Linked DNA regions of Mus musculus: region 1 is linked to region 2. The links are chromatin contacts, called in public Hi-C maps. All regions are on one chromosome and are shown on one strand. Each heading gives the region's core, a stretch centred on a gene start, on an enhancer-like site or on the middle of the called end of the contact. The rest is flanking DNA. Distances are from core to core; before and after follow the strand shown. Region 1 holds the start of Parp1 (poly (ADP-ribose) polymerase family, member 1). Region 2 overlaps Lin9 (lin-9 homolog (C. elegans)).

Region 1 (3,225 bases), core at 382-2,881, 110 kb after region 2:
GAAATGGGGCTTTCAACTGTCCTTCAAATTCTAGCTATCTCCATCTTCCTGTCCCACTTCTGTGAATAAAAACTCTTAATCAAGCTCCCACACTTGACTGGGACATCTTGGGCTTCTCCTCCCCAGGGCATTCTGCCTAGCACTCAGTTCCATCAGATACAAGGCTTATCAATCCTTCCCATACCCCTTAACCTAGCAGGAGGAGCCCAGGACGGGTTCCCCATCCCGTCATAAATGCAAGCAACAAAGACGTCCCTAGCAGTTCCCGACATTTTTGTCACCAATGATAATTATAGACACTAACACCGTGCCTAGCTGCTTCTTAATAAATATGTATAGAATGTATGAGAACTGTGTCAAGCAAGAATGCTGAGCTAGGCAGTCTCTCCGAGGGCACCAAGATGACAGCTTCAGTTCTTCCCATAAGGAGAAATAATAGAAGCAGTGTGGTATCTTGGTACCCACTGGGTGAATGTCTTTTCCCCCTTCCCTCCCCCCCTTAAGAACTGAAGCCCCATTGAGGGCTAGCCTGCCTCTTCTAAAACACATTACTGCAGCTGGACAGCAAGGGAAATCAATTGCCTCGACCATTAGCAGCGTGAGCTTGGGTAACTGAGTGTTTGGGGGAGGTGGGAACAGGGCAGGTGAGAACCACACTAGCAAAGACGGGAAGGAATCTGCAAAACCAGAAGCCTAGGAGGCAGGAGCCACTGGAACGCCAGGACCCGTCATCCCACCACCTCCTGACCATCTCGGAAGCGTCAGTGAAGAGACCAGATAGCTGCAGAAAGCGCCGAGACCTCGGGAAGTTTGGAGAAAATGTTATTTCCAAGTAGAAATCAGGCCCAAAGCGAATGCACTGTAAAGAAATGGCACTGCTTTGCATAACTAAAATAGAAATACCGAGAGTGAGCGGATGTTGAAAGGATCATCAAAAATAGGCTTAAGGGGAAAAAAAAATCTTCTGTATTCATGGAGGACAATAATCTTCCGGGACAAGATAGGCCCAAATCAGAGCAGCTTTAAAGACCGCGCGCACACCCTCCACCCCGACGCCGAGAAGGCAGTGAAATAAACAAAAACTCTGCGACCATCCAGACCCAGCGAAGAGGCAGGCCCCTTGTCTTTACAAAGCCAGAGGCACTTACGCCAGATGCTCTTACTTCCCGGGCTTTTCTTGCAGGGTAAGCGCAATGTCCCGGAAGGGGTCGGCCCAATGGGCCTCAAGGACCTCCGCGGCAGCGCCGCGGGTCTTTCCCGCCCTTCTCTCCCGGTCCGGCTGAGCCGCAGGGCGGAGTGAGGCGGCCCCGAGCCCACACAGCCGCCCAGGCCGCGTCGCCCTGCGCCTCCGGCCCGGCCCCGTCGCACCTGCACCATGATGGCCATGCGGAGGGAGTCCTTGGGAATACTCTCGCTGCATTTCTTGCAAGAGGCGCGCCCGCTCTTCGCGTACTCCACTCGATAAAGCCTCTCCGAGGCCTCCGCCATCCTCCTTCTCGTGCTGCAGCGGCAGCCCGACGCCGCCGCTGGTGCGCTCCGCTAACGTGTCGGTTTCCCCCGCAAGCGTGCAGAGCCGCCTCCGCTCAGGATAGATTACTGATGCCTAGCGGCGGGACCGCCCCCCCAAGCTCGCGCGCGGAGGGCGGGGCCTCAGCTCATAGGGCGGGGCTTCAGCACGTGTCCTTGGGAGGTTGGGTCCCAGCGCGACTGCGCCTGTGCACGCTGGTCTCTGCCTCTGGGAAGGGGCCAGGGCGGGGACCCGGGGAATCTGACAGGCGCCACCCCTTTTGTCGGTTTGTCCCAGAAAGGCTTTTTGTTCGCCCAAATAATTCCACCTCACCCACTTGCATTTTTTTCTAGGTATGTCTAGAGCGAACCCTGCTGACCCTAAGTGTAGTATTCTGCTTTGCAGCCTCCACATTGCTGACACAGAAAACCAACTAAAGCCTGATTTTTCATTCTTAGTAAACTTAAATGCATAACTATAAATTCCAAGAGAATGAGCAGAACCCGTGACAGTTGGTAGTAGTTACAACAGATGTCGTGTGTTCTCATCCCCCATCTCCGCGCTAACACAGGACAGGGTGTCTCAGTGTTGCCCTGGCTGCCCTGAAACTTGTTCTGTAGATCAGGCTGGCCTTGAACTCACAGGGATCCATGTGCCTTTGCCTCCTGAGTGCTTGGGATTAAGGGCGTGTGACACCATCTCCGGCAACAGATATTTTCCTGGGGAGATCCCAAAATATTTTAGGTTATCGACAATTAAAGTTATAGGTATTGTTAAACTTGCTACTGTTAGATCTTGTTATTTAATGTAGCACTACAATCTTTAACATTATTGGTCTTTTTTTTTTTTTAATAATTATATGAGCGTGATGCAGGGTCTCACTATAAAGCCCTGGCTGGCCATGAAGATGAAGTCGGCTTCAAACTCACAGAGATCCACTTGCCTGTGTCCTAAAGTGTGGGTAAACTGCATGTCTGGCAGCAAACTGGCTGGTGAGCTGTGGCCTACTTGTCTATGAATCATTCCTGATTGAGCAGGTATGAACTGGCTCTAGGTATCTGCTTTGTGCTTCCTCTGTTGCTGCTCTTTTTCTAACCCTGCCCTCCCTTGTTGAGACCCTCTCGTGGCAGAGAGAGACAGGACACATGGCTGTTCCCTAACCTAGTCCAGGGAGTGGGGTCCTTCCACTTTGCCTTGTAACTGATCCCGTGGGTAACCACCCCAGCAAATTCTCCTTTGCTGCAGAGGGTCTAAACCAGGCAGGCTAGCCTATCTCAGACTTAAAAAACAGAAAATCTCCCAGACCAAATTACAATGTGTGAATTGCAGGCATGTTTTGCCTGTATAAATATTTATATATCATGTGTGTTTGGTGTTTGCTGAGTCCAGAAGACGTTTTCATATCTCCTGACTGGAGGAAGTTACAGATGGTTGTGAGCTGCCATGCAGGAACTGGGACTCGAACCCAAGTCCTCTGAAAGAGTAACCAGTACTTTTAACCTCTGAGCCATCTCTCCATACTCTCCCCCTTGCAATAAACAAACAAACAAACAAAAAAAAAAAAAACAGGCCGGACGTGGTGGCCTTTAATCCCAGCCCTCCGGAGGCAGAGGCAGGTGGATTTCTGAGTTCAAGGCCAGCCTGATCTACAGAGTGAGTTCCAGGACAGCCAGGGCTACACAGAGAAACCCTGTCTGGAAAACAAAACAAAACAAAAC
Region 2 (3,502 bases), core at 404-2,903:
GGATTTCTGAGCTGGAGGCCAGGCTGGTCTCCAGAGCAGCCATAGCTACAGAGTGAGACCCCATCTCAAAAAAAACCAAAATAACAAAACAAAACAAAACAAAACACCAGTGAAAGCAATATACGCCACTCACCTCATAGCAATACTGCTGAACTTTATGCAGAACTTTGTTCAGGTCCTTGTTCAGCTGCTCAAGCTCCAGGACGATCGTTGCGTATCTCCGCTGAAACTCAATGCCAATGGGCATGGAATAGGATTTCTGACATGAAAAAACAGATCTGATAAGGTTCTGTCTTGTTAACAATACAATTTCCATAATCTAAAAGAGATCTAAAATAGCCGGCAGGTCATTATACCTTCCTATACTGTGATACTGTTCTTACCTGATAATGGTGTTAACATTACAAGGAGTTTGCCCTTGCTCTTAGGAATGCCTAATGTCTGCTACTCACTCTTTTTTTTTTATTTGATTGTTTTAAGTTAGGTGAGATTGTGGATGTACACAATAAATCCCAATGTCCATGGAGGTCAGAAGTACAGGACTGCTGGAGTTACAGGTTGTAGTGGGCTACTCAGTGTGAGCACTAGGAACTGACCTGAGATTCTCTGCAAGGGCAGTATGCACTCTTAGCCACTCAACTCTCTCTAGCGCCCACTTATTCCTTTAGTAGAAACTTTATACACAGAAAACGTAAAGGAAGCAAACGCCCTCTGACGTCAGAGGTGAGCTCCCGGGTTTGGGGTTTGCCTCTGGGCTCCAGGCTTGCTGTGATCCAGTTTTCCACACTATGCCCTGATAGAAAATATGTAATTCTCTTTCTGATTTGACAGAAGTTTATAATTAAGAGATTGTCTTGAGTTTCAAGAGACGTTGGATTTGAAACAGTGTTGAGTCTGTGAAAGGCTACAAGGACCTTTGAATTTGGTCTAAATTCATTTTGTATTAATTTGGTCACAAGCCAATGAGTGTGGGGAGAGCAGACGTAGTCGTTTGAATGAGAATGTCCTCCACGGGCTCAGATGTTTGGATATTTGGTGGAACTCGCTGGGAAAGTTTAGGAGCTCGACAGGAGGTTGGCTCTGAGACGCCGTAACACTTGTAGCCAGCTTTGTCTACCTTGTATTATGGTTGAGAATGTGAGCTCTCAGCTTCCTGCTCCTGCCACCAAGATGGACTCTTACTGTTTCAGAGCCATAAACCCAGACAAACTCCTTCTGTAAGTTACCTTGGTCGTGATGTTTCTCACAGTAATAGGTAATACAGATAATGCAGAAGTAGGTTTCTGGCCAGTGCTTTGGTGAGTCGCCTTCTAGGAGACCAGTAGCTTATCTTCTCACTGAACAAAGTATGAGCACTTCCTTGCACACTAACCAATGGAGAGTTATATAAGCATTCTTCACATACGATAAAATTTTTTTTAGATTTTTATTCTTCTGTGTATGGGTAGCTTGACTGCAAGTATGTCTCTGCACCACACATGGCAGTCCCCATGGGGATCCGGTAGATGGTACCAGAGAAATAAAGGGAATCAGTATAATGTCATGTGTCAAAAAACAGGTTAAGTGAGTGGGGAAGAATGACCTGTCAGGCTATATATGAACTTCCCAAATGCTCGAATGAAACCACACAGATATAACTTCCTGCTAGAAAAGGCAACGTCGTAGGGCTGGGGTATAGCCCAGTGACAGAGTGATGGCTAGCACGTCAGCGCCAGTGTACATTCCCAGGATGGGGGAAAACTAGTTTTGTTTTGCTTTATTTTTTTTTTTTTTTTTTGTTTTTTTGAGACAGGGTTTCTCTGTATAGCCCTGGCTGTCCTGGAACTCACTCTGTAGATTAGGGTGGCCTCGAACTCAGAAATCCTCCTGCCTCTGCCTCTGACTAAAGGCGTGCGCCACCACGCCCGGCCCAGCACTGTTTTGCTTTTGATACAGAGTTTCACCATATGACCCTGGCTGGCCTCGAATATGCTGTGTACAGTAGGCTGGCCTAGAATATGCTATGTACAGTAGGCTGGCCTCGAATATGCTGTGTACAGTAGGCTGGCCTAGAATATGCTGTGTACAGTAGGCTGGCCTCGAATATGCTGTGTACAGTAGGCTGGCCTCGAATATGCTGTGTACAGTAGGCTGGCCTCGAATATGCTGTGTACAGTAGGCTGGCCTCGAATATGCTGTGTACAGTAGGCTGGCCTAGAATATGCTGTGTACAGTAGGCTGGCCTCGAATATGCTGTGTACAGTAGGCTGGCCTAGAATATGCTGTGTACAGTAGGCTGGCCTAGAATATGATGTGTACAGTAGGCTGGCCAAGAATATGCTGTGTACAGTAGACTGGCCAAGAATATGCTGTGTACAGTAGGCTGGCCAAGAATATGCTGTGTACAGTAGGCTGGCCTAGAATATGCTGTGTACAGTAGACTGGCCAAGAATATGCTGTGTACAGTAGGCTGGTCTAGAATATGCTGTGTACAGTAGGCTGGCCTAGAATATGCTGTGTACAGTAGGCTGGCCTTGACTCATGAGATCTGCCTGCTTTTGCCCAACAGTTATCTTGTTTGTTAACAGTTTTGTCTTAACTGAACTTTTATTATAAAATTGCACAAACATATACAATTCAATAGATCGCTACATAGTAAACACACCTGTATAAAAACACAAGTTTGTAAAAAGCTAAATACTCACCTATCATAAACATGCCAAGAGAAATAAAAACAGCTGTCTATACAAAGACCTGTATGCCAATGTTCACAGCAATTTTAGAGAAATTGAAAATTGGGACAAATCCAAAGCTCATCTATAAATGAATGGATAAAGTGTGGCCCATCACAAAGGGAGGAGCAGCTCAGGGCTGCAAGCCCAGGGCCCTGATTTGATCATTGGCACTGAAGGTTAAAAAAAAATGGCGTAGTCTGAATCCTGTCATTAAGTATGTGTATCCCAAACTCGTTATGTAAAAACCAGGCATGAAAAGAGCTCATGCAGACTGTATGATTCTATTTACACAGTATTCTAGAAAATATAAACCAATCCTAACCCAGGATGTCAGACAGCATATCAATGGCTGCCTAGAAATCAGGGAGAGATTACCAAAAGAAATTTTAGACTAGCAGGAAATAATTTTTTTTTAGCAGAGCATATGGTAGTGGTTTCACAGGCACATGACAGAATTATGAAATTCACGCAAGTACAGCTGACCGAGCACCATTCTATCTCAAAAAAAGTAGGGAAATTAGCTGCATGATGGTGGATCATGCCTTTAGACCCAGTGCTCTGGAGGCAGAGACAGGTGGATCTCTGTGAGCTCCAGGCCAGCCTGGTCTATAGAGCAAGTTCTAGGACAGCCAGGGCAACACAGAGAAACCCTGTCTCAAAAACCCAAAGGGGTGGGTGTGGGAGGATTATGTAAAGTAATCATAGGGAAACTCACCTGGGCCAATGAAGAGAACACCAATTCCTATAACCCCGCCTGTGGTATTTCTATTTTCTCTTCCCAAAGAAAC

Evidence for each region. A called contact is a pair of places that touch in the nucleus more often than the background predicts.
Region 1: a Hi-C map of bone marrow-derived macrophages shows a contact between it and region 2, with 43 read pairs. The contact joins the promoter of Parp1 here to the enhancer-like site in region 2. A contact is called at or near these places in 2 of 39 promoter capture datasets (the SN4741 cell line and macrophages), 1 of 15 datasets of contacts at CTCF or cohesin (large pre-B cells), 14 of 484 Hi-C or Micro-C datasets (bone marrow-derived macrophages, embryonic ectoderm, embryonic stem cells and 8 more), 6 of 115 datasets of contacts at active chromatin or transcription factors (the HPC-7 cell line, the SCID.adh cell line, bone marrow-derived macrophages and 3 more) and 4 of 9 other capture datasets (adipose tissue, liver, macrophages and 1 more).

The regions. Positions count from the first base shown.
Region 1 is chr1:180,567,297-180,570,521 of GRCm38.p6, reverse strand. It overlaps Parp1 (poly (ADP-ribose) polymerase family, member 1), which reads right to left and starts at 1,631. Exons shown (of 23, transcript NM_007415.3): 1 at 1,369-1,631. The coding sequence starts at 1,488. Gm31986 (a long non-coding RNA gene) reads left to right here and starts at 1,623. Exons shown (of 4, transcript XR_001779573.2): 1 at 1,623-2,544.
Region 2 is chr1:180,677,857-180,681,358 of GRCm38.p6, reverse strand. It overlaps Lin9 (lin-9 homolog (C. elegans)), which reads right to left. Exons shown (of 15, transcript NM_001103182.2): 12 at 134-259. Among named protein-coding and RNA genes, the nearest start is that of Mixl1, 17 kb to the left of the region's middle. Within about 2 kb of position 1,653, at least 8 of the 459 cell types and tissues checked have an H3K27ac peak or open chromatin away from gene starts, as enhancers often do. A contact at or near this core is called in bone marrow-derived macrophages, where this site is marked.